2 separate regions of the Mus musculus genome follow, and region 2 is linked to region 1. The links are chromatin contacts, called in public ChIA-PET maps. All regions are on one chromosome and are shown on one strand. Each heading gives the region's core, a stretch centred on a gene start, on an enhancer-like site or on the middle of the called end of the contact. The rest is flanking DNA. Distances are from core to core; before and after follow the strand shown.

The links. ChIA-PET counts read pairs in DNA pulled down with a chosen protein or histone mark.
Region 2: a contact with region 1 is called in an RNA polymerase II ChIA-PET map of memory CD8 T cells, with 3 times the contacts expected there. The contact joins two enhancer-like sites. A contact is called at or near these places in 1 of 39 promoter capture datasets (pre-B cells), 2 of 484 Hi-C or Micro-C datasets (CD4 T cells and CD8 T cells), 2 of 115 datasets of contacts at active chromatin or transcription factors (large pre-B cells and memory CD8 T cells) and 2 of 9 other capture datasets (liver and pancreatic islet).

Annotation. Positions count from the first base shown.
Region 1 is chr7:114,102,696-114,105,395 of GRCm38.p6, forward strand. The region is part of intron 1 of Rras2 (related RAS viral (r-ras) oncogene 2); the gene reads right to left. Among named protein-coding and RNA genes, the nearest start is that of Rras2, 14 kb to the right of the region's middle. Within about 2 kb of position 1,431, at least 58 of the 459 cell types and tissues checked have an H3K27ac peak or open chromatin away from gene starts, as enhancers often do. A contact at or near this core is called in CD8 T cells and memory CD8 T cells, where this site is marked.
Region 2 is chr7:114,489,361-114,492,060 of GRCm38.p6, forward strand. It overlaps Pde3b (phosphodiesterase 3B, cGMP-inhibited), which reads left to right. Exons shown (of 16, transcript NM_011055.2): 2 at 2,080-2,130. Among named protein-coding and RNA genes, the nearest start is that of Cyp2r1, 72 kb to the right of the region's middle. Within about 2 kb of position 1,286, at least 5 of the 459 cell types and tissues checked have an H3K27ac peak or open chromatin away from gene starts, as enhancers often do. A contact at or near this core is called in CD8 T cells and memory CD8 T cells, where this site is marked.

The sequences.
Region 1 (2,700 bases), core at 181-2,680:
GGGGGAAGGAAGAGGGTCACACAGGCAAGTAATTAATACCCCAGGAGAGCAGTCCTTCTCTTAGGTGTGAGCCAGGGGCGAGTTTTGATGACTACACTGTGGCTGCCCAGCTGAGAGCAGGCAGTAGCCTGAGAACCATGTGTAGATCCAGCAACACGGATCACAGATCAAAGGACTGGAGGAGGGATGCCGGAAAAAGCACTGTGCTTCCCATTCAAGCCCCGCTCTGCAGTTATTAAATAAGTGGCCCCTTTTGTTTTGGTTTGTTTTTTTTTTTTTCTTCCTTTGGTTTTTCAAGTCAGGGTTCCTCTGTGTAGCCCTGGCTGTCCTGGAACTCACTCTGTAGACCAGCCTGGCCTCGAACTCAGAAATCCACCTGCCTCTGCCTCCCAAGTGCTGGGACCAAAGGCGTGTGCCACCACTGCCCGGCAGCGGCCCCTTTTGTAAAAAGACAGAAATACATGCACAGTGACACTGAAATGTCAGGATTAGCCAACTCTACACTGGCTTCAACATCAGAAAATGTGAATTCAAATCAAATCTGTTGCCACTGCAGGATTTTGAGCAAGTACTAAACAACTGAGTGTGGGTTTCCCCCGATATGAAACGGAAATGATAAAGTAATTACAGATCAAGTAAGGCAACTCCTGTAACATACATGCAGCCAGGCTTGGTGACACACATCTTCTACCCCAGCACTCAAGAGGCAGAGGCAGGCAGACGTTATCTACAAGGGTTCCACACAGCCTAGTCTACATAGCAAGCTGCAGGCCAACCAGGGCTACATAGTAAAAAAACGTATCACAACATATAACAATGGAGTATTATATGGCTTTTCCTTTTACACTTTTATTGAAACCTACTAACACAGGTAAGTTAATAAATGAGAGGATGCAGGGCCACTACCCAGATACCAGCTACTTGCTTGGGATATCATCAAGTTTGTTACCCTCTTCAATGGCAATCACTTAATGGTTGTATATCAATATTTCACAACCGTAACATTAACTCATAACCCAAAATTACAAAGACCGCAGGGCTTGAATCTGTTACACAACACATACCGGGACCGGTCTAAGCAAACAGTGATTAGTGGTGGAGAAGTCATCCAATGTAACGATCGCGGGGATCCGCTTAAGTAATAGTCTAGAGTATGACAGGAGGGTAGGGAAAGGAATGTGGAGTATTCTGCGACAGGCAGAGAGGACAGCTGGGACAAAGCCGCTGGAGCAGCAGCTGTGCACCACGCACTGTCCATCCAAAACCAGAGACTCAAGTAACCCGCGTCAGACAGCTTCATCTGCCTAACGCTGCTTCCTGAAACCCTGCGCCACAGAGAAGCCTGAAGCAGGCACATCACAGACTGCAAGAAGACCACGGGAGCCTCCACGGTTAAAACTGAAAACGGAGATGTGCAGCCCAATCACAGTCGGCAGAGGTGCCTGCCCTATTTTCATACCTACTCAAGCAGTGTGTGCTGTCATCGGCCACAGGCCCAGGTGCTCGGCAGGCGGAGGCAGGACAGCTGGGGTCTGTGCTCCAAAAGCAGTCAAGGCAACAAGCACTGGGAGAGCCAATCTCACACATAAATAAAAGGGTTTGATTAATGAGCGGATGACCACAGAACCTCCCCGACTTCACAATGGTAAGGAACTCCAAGACTCAAGATGTGGTGAACTCTGAACTACTCAAACACAGCCCTCACCATTCCCACCCTGTTCTTAACGTCTTTAAGCAAAGCACTTGGGAGGCAGAGACAGTCCAGTCTGAGTTCGAGGCCAGCCTTATATACAGAGCAGGTTCCAGGACAGCGAAGGCTAGACAGAGACACCCTATCTCAAAACAAATAAACAAAAACAAAACAAACAAACAAAACCAACCTCCGCTTTAAATTCTGTTTCTATGTTCTTTATTTCAAAACCCCACAAACTTCTCCCTCAGTTAAGAGTCTCATCTGTAGCCCAGGCCAGCCTAAACTCCTGGTGATCCTTCTGCCTCAGCTAGGATCACACAGGCAAGTGCCATGATGACAGGCACCCTCTAAGGATAAACCCACTCGAGTTGAAGACAAGCCTGTGTGTACATGTACAAAAATGCTCACAGAAAGTTTAACGCAAACTCCTACCTCAGCTAGCTGCCACTTCTTCATTTCAGAAGCAAAAGACCTGAAATCACAAACTGCACAGTCACGTCTGTCTCCGTCATTTCTGAGCCATCAACATTCTGCCCTGTCACAAACCTTCCTTGAAGTTGGACGTGACTACCCACTCAAAGATCCTCTCCTTCCAGCCACGGCTGACTGTTCTAGTCTCAGCCACACGCCATGATGGAACCCAAAATAAGGCATTAGGAGAAAAACCCACCAAGAAATAAGGCAAAAGTAGCAACTTTCCAACTCCTTTCTCTCAAGGCTCTCTCGCATCGCTCAAATCAGAATTTCCAGAGAAATTAAGATATATAAGACTATCTTGTCCAAAGACCATTTGGGCTAAAGAAGACTATGTGTGGATCCACTACCATAACGTACTTATGTGTGTATGTACGTGTGCACGTGCATGTACACATACAGAGTTTCGCTGGAGGTCAGAGGACATGTCGTCTACCATATGGGTCTCTGATTGAACTCAAGTCTCATCAGGCTGGGCAGCAGGCACAGTTACCCCAGAGCCATATTGTCGACACATTTTTTTTATCTCTCTG
Region 2 (2,700 bases), core at 36-2,535, 390 kb after region 1:
AGTAGATAGCAACAATACCACGACCCCTTTTAAAGACTGAAGGTAGTATATTTTCTAAAATAGGAATCACCAAATTGTAGCCCACAGTGACTTTCTTACCATCAGCCTTATTCTGAACAATTTTTTAAATATTTTAAGATGTTTTAAAGGAAAAATAAGCAAGAGACCACAGATAATTTTCAAAGCCTATACTCCGTTCCCTTAAAAAATGGTTTTTCCAACCATTAGGAAATGTTGGAGTAGTGACCAAATAGATAACACATTATTGTTGTTGTTGTTAATTATTATTTTGCACCCTTTCATTTGCTGCTACAGCCATGAGTATGCTCAGGCTTCAGGAGGGGCTTGACTTTTTATATGGTCTCTGCTGAGGCAAAAAGGAGGTCTGGATGGACCCCAGCGAGACCAATGAGGTTGCCAGTGCCAGTCCTACCAGAAGATCTGGAAGCTGATCAAAGATGGGCTTTTATCATCTGTAAGCCTGTGACTGTCCATTCCAAGCTTGATAGCAGGGAAATACAGCTTGTGCGGGAGGAAGGGCACCTGTGTGAGCATAGCAGAATGCCTTTGTGTGAATGCCTGAGGAGAAGGTGGGGTGGGTGAGAAGGATGAAGATCCTGTCCTGGCTTCTTACAAGATACTGTGAACTAAAGATTGGCCACTGCATGTATCATAGCCTGCTGGAAATGTGTTTAAAAAACAATCAAACAAACAAACAAACAAACAAACAAACAAAGAAAAGGGGATTCTCACAACCAACCCTTGCCACATATACCTGTATATATATACCTGTAACAAGAAAAAAGAGGCCATGAATTTGAATGAGAGGTAGGGGACATATATGGGAAAAGTATATTTTAAATTAAAAAAAATTAAATTGTACAAAAAGAGTCCTTTTAAGGAGGATGATCCAGACCAAGAAATATAGCTCTCCTCTCTGTATTCAGAAAGTGGCCTTAGTAATATATAACATAAACCAGTCATTAAAACAAGTCTTAAAAAGATTTTTGAAACCAAAAGGAATAAGCCCAAAGATAAGAAACAATATAAGTAGTGAGTGAAGTATTAAGAACATTTTAGGAGTTAAAACAAATTTAAAGGCTTACTCAGTATTAGGGTTCAAGCCTTATAGAAAATGGCAATTATAAGGAATTAGTTAAGTCAAAAGAAGAAACTTACTTATTAACTCAAAACAGTTCATAGAAATAGATTGTCATGGCCATGATAGCTCTGTCACTTCAAGTTAACCATCGTGCTGAATGCAGTGACTGCTGTATTAGACAAGCCAGATAGGCAGGAAGCCTTCTAGGAAGAAGCAGAGAAAGCAAGGCTGGGCTGAGAGTTACACCAGTAGTCTTGAAAGAAAGAAACAAAAGCAGACACTACTTTTTCGTGTATTGAAAGGAGTCTACTTTGATTCTTGTCAACCATTTACTTAAATGTAATTTATAGGGTGCAAGAAGTTCTGAAGGTTTGTCCATCAGAGGAATAGCTCCACACAGACTTCAGCTTAAGTTGATGACGACTCTTGGGGGTGGGTATGGGGTGTCTGCTTATAGCTCACTTTTCTTACATTTTCAGTGGCATGCTTTTGGATCTGTTTTTCCTTTTTATGATATTTTTATATTTAAATTTTTTAATTTACTTATGTGTTTGTCTGTATGTGTGCCATGTATGTGCAGTACCCATGGATTCCAGAACTGGGCACTGGATCTTCTAGTGTTGGAGCGACAGGCAGTTGTGAGCCACCTGAGGAGGGTGCTGGGATTTGATCCTGGGTCGATCTGTGAGAGCAGTGAGTGCCTTTAACCTCTGAGCCATCCTTCCAGCCAAATAATAAATATTTGAAGGTTAATATAAGTTACTGTAGTGCTTTTGTTCTGAAAATGGTTTAGCCTTCAGATTGCTCAGTTATGGAGTATATAAATTAATGAGGTAATCTGTAAAGAGATTATTTTTATTTTCATCTCTCCATTCCCTTTCTGAGATTTAAGCTGTTGTAGCTGTCATCAGTGGAGAGGGTGAAGCTTGCCTCTGTATGTGTTTGTTCATGGCAAGTAACCCAGTGTTCTTTTACAGATGATCCTCTGGGACTGGGACTTGAAGCAGTGGTGTAAACCTCATTACCAGGTGAGTATGGACGATACTGATGTCCTCCAAAATCACTCATCCTTTAGGTAAAGCTACTCTCATAGGATTAGTGTATAATAAAATGTTCTTTATTTGAACGAAAAGTTAGAATCTTCATAGAAGTAGATTTGTAAAAGTTTATTAAATATAAAAGAAAAAGAAAATTAAATACGTAGTTGTTTTAAAAGTACTTCTAATATAATCATCGACCAAAATTAGTATCTTTTTAATAAAGATGAGTTTTTTTTGTTGTTGTTGTTTATTTTTTGGTTATGGGACACTGATGTACAAAGGAACAGATTTCAGGCCATATATAAAACACTAAATCAGCTGGTAAAACATTTTATTATAAGGGAAACAAAATGCTCTAATTTCATTTCTGAAAAATACTTCATACTGACTTGTAACATATGTACAGAAAAGTGTACAGTTGAGTGAGTGGATTTCCACAAGCTAAACCTCCCATTTAACTAGTACCATGTAACATCAGAGAGAATTGCTGTGGCCTCAGAGCCCCACCCACTGGATCCCCAGGGGGAATCCCTGTCCTGACTTCTAGTAATTGTTTCT